Linked DNA regions of Mus musculus: region 2 is linked to region 1. Evidence: chromatin contacts called from public Hi-C data. All regions are on one chromosome and are shown on one strand. Each heading gives the region's core, a stretch centred on a gene start, on an enhancer-like site or on the middle of the called end of the contact. The rest is flanking DNA. Distances are from core to core; before and after follow the strand shown.

The links. A called contact is a pair of places that touch in the nucleus more often than the background predicts.
Region 2: a contact with region 1 is called in a Hi-C map of uterus, with 2.0 times the contacts expected there. The contact joins two enhancer-like sites. A contact is called at or near these places in 5 of 484 Hi-C or Micro-C datasets (the HL-1 cell line, the N1E-115 cell line, Sertoli cells and 2 more) and 1 of 115 datasets of contacts at active chromatin or transcription factors (heart atrium).

What each region holds. Positions count from the first base shown.
Region 1 is chr13:29,042,734-29,047,336 of GRCm38.p6, forward strand. No RefSeq gene overlaps it. Among named protein-coding and RNA genes, the nearest start is that of A330102I10Rik, 29 kb to the left of the region's middle. Within about 2 kb of position 1,463, at least 6 of the 459 cell types and tissues checked have an H3K27ac peak or open chromatin away from gene starts, as enhancers often do. A contact at or near this core is called in uterus, where this site is marked.
Region 2 is chr13:29,189,942-29,194,263 of GRCm38.p6, forward strand. It overlaps a transcript of Cdkal1 not described here. Among named protein-coding and RNA genes, the nearest start is that of A330102I10Rik, 180 kb to the left of the region's middle. Within about 2 kb of position 2,905, at least 3 of the 459 cell types and tissues checked have an H3K27ac peak or open chromatin away from gene starts, as enhancers often do. A contact at or near this core is called in uterus, where this site is marked.

The sequences.
Region 1 (4,603 bases), core at 213-2,712:
CGTAGCTGCTTGGACTGGATGGTTTTGTGTGTCAGCTTGACACAAGTTAGAGTCACCTGAAGGAGAGGAACCGCAGCTGAGAACAGTGCCTCCACGAGACTAAGCTATAGGGCATATTCTTAATTAGTGATTGGTGGGGAAAGGTCCAGTCCATTATGGATGGGGCCATCCTTGGGCTGGTCTCAGGTTCTTTAAGAAAGCAGGCTGAGCAAGCCGTGTGGAAGCCACGAGAAGCCATGGCCTCTGCATCAGCTCCTGCCTCCAGGATCCTGCCTTGTTTGAGGTCCTGTCCTGACTACCTTCAATGATGAGCAGCAATATGGACGTGTAAACCAAATAAACTCTTTGCTCCCCAGCTTGATGTTCAGCCAGTGTCTCATTGCAGCAACAGAAACCCTAAGACACTACTTGAAGAAAAGCTTTTTCGTAAGTTATATATAATAGAGTATAAGGACAGAGAAGGATTGGAAGAGCTAGTGACTAGAGCTAAAAGCCAAAGGGCTCCCCCCAGAAGAAGCTCAACTCTGGAGTAGGGAAACTACCACCTGATTGGCTATCTTCTCTGCCCCCTTTCTCTCCCCCCTCCCTCCCTCCTTCTCTCCTCTCCTCTCCTCTCCTCTCCTCTCCTCTCCTCTCCTCTCCTCTCCTCTCCTCTCCTCTCCCTCTCCCTCTCCCTCTCCCTCTCCCTCTCCCTCTCCCTCTCCCTCTCTCTCTCTCTCTCTCTCTCTCTCTCTCTCTCTCTCTCTCTCTCTGAATGTGCTTATGTATGATCAGATGGTGTCTATGATTGGCTGAATCACAAGGCTCCACAAAACAAAAAACAAAACACCAATACTAAGTTAGGTGTTAGTTTGTCTGCATGCCAAGCTAGGATACAGTTTGCTAAATCTGCACTAAAATGTGAGACCGCCGCAGGCTTGCCTGTTTACTTTGTTCTAACACTACATTAGATGGTAATGAACGTTAAAATATAAAGCTGAGAAGAGGGGAAGAGTATAGGGAGACTGTCTGTGAGATGTTATTTGGGGGAGGGGGAGGGAATCAGCGATTGCTTCCCTTCAGAATGTAGTGAAGATGTGAAGAAGGCTGGGAGGGGGGCGTGGGGGGCGGGGTTCGTGCAGGCATATGCAAAACAGCCTTCCAGACACAGCAGAGAACATGTCTAAAGACTATAGGCAGGAGCATGCTGGACACTGGAGAGACACAGGAGAGGCATGAGGCTGCAGCGAGAGGAGAAGATGGAGGAGGCCCACATGAGGTCCAGAAGGGGACACAAGATCCACCACCAAGTGCACTGAGACCATTTCCCTCTCATTTCTTCTTAACCGAAATTTAACAAACAAACAAAACACCAAAAACTTGAGACACATGTAACTTGTATGGCTGCCCGAAGGAAGAAAGAAGAGAATGCCTAACAGAAGCCAGGCAGCTGCCTTCCTGTGTATGGAGAGGTTTCACAGAGAGAAAGTCATTCAGCTAGACGCTTGTTATGTAGCTAGTCCTGAAACACCAGGGCCCCTTCTGGGGAGCTTAGTCTCTTCAATAAATGAGTTTAGAAATGGTCAAAATCAGAAGCCCATGGACAATTTTTTTTTTTTTTTTTAGAGTTTAAAAGAAAAATTCCAGGGCAGGCAAGCTGTAAACCTCAGTAGCTGCCCAGAGGAGGAGAAAGGGGAAAAGGACCAAAAAGGCCACAGCAGTTGAGTTGAACCAGCATGGAGGTCAGACACATGTCCGGACAGGCATCTGCATGGTCAGGCACAGACCCTAAGCCAGAGTGTCAGCCAGTGAGCATGATTAGAAGAGAGACGAGAACTATCGTGCTTTCCTGCACGGTGGAAAGAAGTGTGCAGATGTAGGAAGCTGCAAGTGCGGCTCTGGCAGAGACTGCCCGCACTGAGGTTTTAGATCTGCTACTTTTCTTGGTACTCTGACCAAATAGCTGATGAAGCAACTTGAGGGAGGATGGGTGTATTTTGGGTTCACACGTGGATGTAGACCATCACAAAGAGGAAGGCACTGTGACAGGCTGGAGGGAGTCGGGGCTAGGAATGTGGGAGCGGGGAGGGATGGGGAGTAGGGGGAAAACAGATAGGAGACAGCAAGCAGGCCTGGCTATAAACCTACCGTGACTCACTTCCTCCAGCCAGACCCCTACCTCCCAAACATTCCATATCCTCCCCCAAACAGTCTCAGCAGCTGGGGCAAATGATGAAACACCTAAGCCCATGCTGATAGTTCATTCAAACCACAAAGAATGAGAAAATATGGGGAAACAGGGGCAGAGCAGAGGAAAGAAAGCTCTCCTACTTGCAAGGAGAGCCCCTCCAGGCCCCTAATCTGAGTTCTGATGTAGGTTCTCTAGGACCCCCACTTGGTTTGAAATTGCTACCCCTGCAGGGCTGTAGAGCAAGGAAGGGGGTCAATGGGTTCTAAGTTCTTCCATCCTGGTTGTCTTCTGAGAATAGATACAGTACAGCAAGTACTTGAACAAATGAAGAGGCTTCAAAATCTCTTTAGTTTGGGCACCTCCCACCTTTGCCTCCAGTAGACAGCAATCACCCCAATAGAACTTTCCTGAAGAGAGAGGAGTCTTCAAGTCACACTCCGGATGGAGTCTGGAACTCAGAGGGGTGTCATGCTGCTCAGTCAAGAAAATACCAAGGAAGAGGGTTTTTTTTTGTTTTTTTTTGTTTTTGTTTTTTTTTTTTTGTTTTTAGATGGCAACAAGTTAATTTGGGCCCCTGCCTAAGTGGCCATTCTTCCTCCATCTTCCAACTTGAGTCGCAAAGAGGGCACCTCAGGGGGACATAGTTGAACAAATGGCAGAGGCTGGCCACCTGCATGAGGAGAGAAGGGTGCTTGCCCAAGGATATCCCCAAGTCTCTGGTCAACAGAATCATTCTCCAGGCCCCTAATCTGAGTTCTGATGTAGGTTCTCTAGGATCCACACTTGGTTTGAAATTGCTACCCCTGCAGGGCTGTAGAGCAAGGAAGGGGGTCAATGGGTTCTAAGTTCTTCCATCCTGGTTGTCTTCTGAGAATAGATACAGTACAGCAAGCTTCAAGCTTATTCTGTAAAAGACTGAAGACTCGCCCCCTCCCCCATTAAGAAACAGTCTCTCTCTCTCTCTCTCTCTCTCTCTCTCTCTCTCTCTCTCTCTCACACACACACACACACACACACACACACACACACACACAGAGACACACTTTTCTCTTTTTAATTATTTTGGGACATTGTATGAGTGATTTTTGTAACAGTCCAGACAAATTGGACTGTTAACTGATATCTATAACCAGACAGGATGAAACTTGTCTCAACTGAGGTTTAAAGGTAGCTTTTCCATCAGGTTGAGATTTGCAAGGAGAAATTCCCAAGCCTTGAGTTTCCATTGGGGATCCCCCCCTGAGAAGAAGTCAGAACTCGCCAGGTGCCAGCCTTGCAAGTGAAGGGGGACTTGACCACCGAGATGTCTCTAATAAGTGACAAAATTCATGTGGGTAACAACTTGACATTTCTTTATGTTCAAGTCTCTATGGAAATAGAATGCACAAATTAATAGTCTTAGGAGACCCGTGTGGAAGAAAACCAGAATGGGGATCATGGACTCCATTAACTCACTCGTCTCAATCCTCTAATGAGACGATCACTGGGGAATGGAGAGGGGGCAGGATGTTCAGGGCATGCAGATGCTTTTAAAAGCTCACAAGCATCCATTTTACCAAGATTCATAGCAGCGCCTTCCATTGAATGTGGAACAGTCTTAAAGTACAGCAGCTGGCTCTGTCTGGAAAGGAAGCAGTAACTTCTCTAAAGATACTGTTTGCGTTGACAAGTTATCTGGTTTTTTGCTTTTGTTTCTGTAACACTCTGCAGGTTGTAACTCAAAATCTATTGTTGTATCAGATCAGTTTCCCCACAGGTGAAAAATGCAGTAACAACCACACATAAAATTCAGTGCTGTCTGCTAAGACCTGCACAAGAGTCATCGAGATTCTGGGGGCCTGGGCCATAGAGATGGAGAAAATACTTAGGGTAAACAAGTCTGCTTGCTGATTACATTCTAATAAAACTGCTCATTCTGTCAGAAAGTGGCGAGAATTAAATACAAACAGATTTATTTAAACCCAGTTGTACTACTGTGCAATAGATTGCTTTAACCCCATTCTGACATTTGTCATTAAATACATGGTGCTGTTTCTATGGATAGAAGTCGGCTGAGCTGAAGGTGTCCATTTCTACAGCCCGGTTCTACAGTTTTACTGTTTACAGTTTGAGAAAGTTACACACTATAGGACATATTCAAAGTTGCACACGCTTGAAAGTCTATCCAACAGCATAATTATAGATTTGGGGAGAGTCCGAGGAGAGGAGGTGAATCAAAGCACATTGTAGAAATTCTTAATGAACCAATAAACAAATAAAGTATAACACAGATTATAAACTAAACTAGAAAGTTGCACTCGTAGCCATCCTGGGTACTGACTACGAGGCAGGCACTTTATCTGTAGTTGAGCTCCAATCCATCCCAGCAACCTTGCCAGGCAGGATTAATATTCCTATGCTTAGATGATAAAGTAGAAACTTAGCAAAGTTTCC
Region 2 (4,322 bases), core at 1,655-4,154, 150 kb after region 1:
AAGCTCCAAGGAGCTGCTACTCGCCTCTGCCTCTCCAGTGCTGACACTATTAACACGCATCACCACGCTTGGCTTCTTACATAGGTTCTGGTGTAGGTGCTCACGGTCCCATGGCAAGCACTTGACCTTCTGAGTGTCTTCCTAGACCTGAGCAGAGACTTGTCAGCTCCTAAAGAATTCAGGCCAAATTCCAACATTTTCTTTGTTCCTTCACAGTGTGGAGTTCCCTCAGAAGCCTTGATGATATACTCTGAAAAGTGGGGCACATTATTAGTTACTTTTCTCAAGTTCAGAGGAAAGGCTTTGGAATATCAGGAAAGTTCATGACAGCGGGCTTGCAGGGACACGCAGAAGCATGGGATGGGTCTGATAAGGAGAACACAGACCTATTGCGTGGAGGACAGTATAATACATGTCTGTGAAACTTTGGAAAGTCTTGAGATCCATGCAGAAGACCAGGCCATTGGCCTCTACATTGTTATGGGATGTCTGTGGCCCTGCAGGATTAAATGGGCATAGTGTTAATTAGCTAGTCTGATCCCAAGTCATGATCTTTACTCTCTTGTTTCTATGAGTTTCTAGAATTTTTAGGGCCAAGAGGTAAGTTTTCACTTGCAAGAACAGTTCTTAGGAGAGAAAGGACATTGAAATGTCACTGTGACTGAAGCACGTCAGCCTTTGCTGTTATAAACATAATCACAGCCCTCACACCCAAGCCAAGTGGGGGAGAAGCCTAGAAAAGCATGAGGTGTCTTAAGTGCTCACTTAGAGATGCACTCTACAAATAGCTCGGCAAGCATTCCTCAGTGGAGAGCTATATGGACACCAGATGCTGTTAGCAGCTCGTGACCTGGGAACCAGGAATAGGCACCGTAGCAATACACATTAATCCAGCTACAGCCTTCAGGCCCCCTCGTAGTCTCAGTGAGAGCATTCTTCTCTCCGGGGTGGATGCCTTCTGGTTCTTGCTGTTTGTATTCTTAGGCTGTGAGCATGAAGCAAGCGGGTTGAGTTTATGCTACTAAGCTCTAGAAAATTAGTAAAATGAATGTTGGGATGCAGATTCTCTGGGTATTTTAACTATCATGATCCCTTAGTAGAACACCTAAGGGTGAAATGTTTGGAAATGTCACTGTGATTTTCCATATTTGTTCATCTTTCAACAATTGATCTGGTATATGACTATTTGTTTCTAGTCCCTAGCGTGTTCTCTCTCTCTCTCTCTGTCTCTCTGTCTCTCTCTCTGTCTGTCTCTCTCTATCTCTGTCTCTCTGTCTCTCTGTCTCTCTCTCTCTCTCTCTTTCTCGGGTGGGAGTCAAAGGATAACTCTTGGAGGTCCTGGGAATTGAACTCAGGTCATTAGGCTTGGTGGCAATCACCTCTTCCCGTTGAGCTACCTCACCTGTTTCCTAACGTTTTCAAGAACCTCACACAGACACCACCCTTTCAGCGGTAACTCACAAATGGTGGGTTTACATTAAACTGCCACAAAGCTTCTTCTAAACGCCTGGAGTTGCATGTTCTTTGACTTCTCCTTTTAATTATGGTGGACTGGGAACTTTTCCAGATTTTGTGACATGTACCCAGGCATGTTAATCGTCCAAGTTACCATCGGGAGAAGGTTTGTTGCAAGTTATCATCAGGAGAAGGTTTGTGCAGCACCTTCACCGTTTTGCTGGTGCTCTCCTGGGTGAGCAGGATGGAGTTATCCCCAGCCAAGGATCAGGCCAGGGCTTTATCCATGTGTACCACATGACAGAGTCATCGCTGTCACTCCGCTTCCCATAGATACAACACGTCCTTGACTATATATTATCCTTTATTACAAGTCAGGGGTCAGCACATTTTTGTTTTTCTTTCTGTTTTCCAGTGAACAGCCAAACAGCAAACACTTTGGGGGGTCTCTACAAACCACACAGGAAAAAGCACATTTTGTTCCTTGCCAGTTGCAACTGCCTTTGCCTTTCACTTTCCTGGGAGGAATTGTTCATCTGCTTCAATTGTTCAGCTCTGCCACTGCAGCCCATCCTTAGGCATAGATGATGTGTAAATAAACGAGCATGGCTGTGTTCTAATAAAACTTTATTTATAAAACAAAGCCATGGACCAGCTTTACTGAAAAGGCTGTAGTAAGCTGGCTCTTTGTATCTATGGCATATACATATATAAATTAATATTTTAATAGCCCATTACTTTGCTTATTATTACTAATTATTATAGTGTGTATGATGTGTGATTGGAGAATAGACACACATGTGTGGATGGCAGAGGACAGCTCTAAAGAGTCAGTGTCCTTTAGGTCCCAGGGGTCAAGCTCAAGTCATCAGGATTGTGTGGCAAGAGTTTATGTGCTGTGCCCTCTCACTGGCCCCTGTCATTATCTTAGAGCTGTTGGCATTGGCATTTATTTCTCACTGCATGACAGACAGATCGGACCAGTGTAGTGTAGAGTCATTCTATATGTAGATAATGGAGACTCATTGATATCTTCCTGATAGGATCAATCAGAAAGTGAGTGGAGACACAGACACAGCCTCTTAGATCCAATGTTTGCTGTTGTGTCAGTGTTTTCCAGAACACGTCTCTCTCCGTGTAGCTGGCAAGAAAAAAGACATTCTGGAGTCACATGTGTTTGAGAAACTCCACATGACCCGAGCTTAAGAAGGCCTTCTGTGTTTGTTATGAATCCCCAAGTAGGGATTAAAGTCTGATAAGTTTTCCAAACATTTTGGATGCCAGATCATTTTAAGGTTCTCATCAAAGAAGCTCTTAGAACCCATGCTTCTCACATTGGCTTCTGGAAAAACCTTCACTGAGCAAAACCACAAACTACAGAGAGGTCATTCAGGGAAGAAATACCAACCTGAAGCCCTGGATTAGACAGAGCACAGGTTCTGATCAGGCCTTGACCCAGTGAAGTGACAACTGACAGGACCTGTCACATCCTAGGCCCGAGTTCAGTCAAAGTCTCCGCACATAACTGCCTCTGCTGTTTTTCCTTCTAAGAGGAATTGCTAATCTGATTGGTGACCGTCCAAATGGAAGGTTGGCCTTTTTCTCTAATAACTTCTTCAGTGGAGGACATAGGCTCTGGCTGAGATGCAACACACAGTTTGGTTGAAGTTCATATTTCATGAAGAAACACTTCTTTTTATGATGTCAAGTGCAGGCTGTTTTATTTGAGTCAATCAAAGAACTTCTATCCCTGGAGAAACATTTTGGTAATGTTTTGAAGGCATTATGACTGGGAACCCAGAGATACCTGTGCCATAACTATGAACATTTCACCTCCCTACAGGATTTCGCAGTGAGGATGACCAGGAAATAGTACCATCATGCTCTTACCAATTAAAATCCACATTACTGGTGACACAAGTGTTATCAAACTCGAACAATGGCTTCTTTGACAAAACCAGATAGGAGTCCGCACACAGTTGAGGCCCACAGACTAAGTGAGGCCTTCACTTCACCCTTATCACCAAACCCATGGGTACAGCCCACAAACTCACGTCATGTGAGGATCTAGAGCCTAATACCATGGCTGACCCCCAAGGGATTCTGATTCAACTACTGAAGAAGTGTTGAACTTCTGTAGTTCCGTATCGTAAGTATAAAGACCTTCCTCCAGACCCACCACTGAGACCTGTGTAATGGTTCTGGACCAGGACAGAGGTGTGTTAATGGGGGTCGTGATGGAGAACTGTTTGGGTAGGAAGGAAGATTGCAAGTGAAGAGGAAAGGTGTCCCATCAGGCAGCTGGGGTAAATGGAGAAGTCAGTTGTGTAAGTTTCCATTGTGTTGCTATGACAAAGTGCCTGACAAAAGTGACATGAGTAAGGAAGGTTTACTCTGTCTCAACAGTGTAAGGTCACACTCAGTCACGGAGGAGAAGGCATGGTGGCAGGATCTTGTGGTAGCCGGTGGCACTGTGTCCACAATCAAGAAACAGAGAGAGAGAGATGGATGTTGCTGGTTCTCATTTCTCCCTTTTGTTTGGTCAGAGGCCCCATGGATAGTGCCATTCACACTCAGGGTGGGGCGTCCCTACTGTGTTAAAGTTTCCTGGAAAAAACTCTCACTGACACATCCAGAGGTGTGTTTCCATGGTGATACTAAATCCAGCTGAGTTGACAATGAAGAGTCACTAGCATGTCATAGGGGCCACTCACTTTCACTGGGAACTTGTGTTTCACAGAGGAAAATCGCAACCACACTCAGCTCTACCCCCTTATGATGCTGGAGATGGTGGAAACACGCATGATGACGGAGCTACTGAAACAGCATCCCAGACTGTGTTCTAACGTGTTCCCGCCTTGAACCCC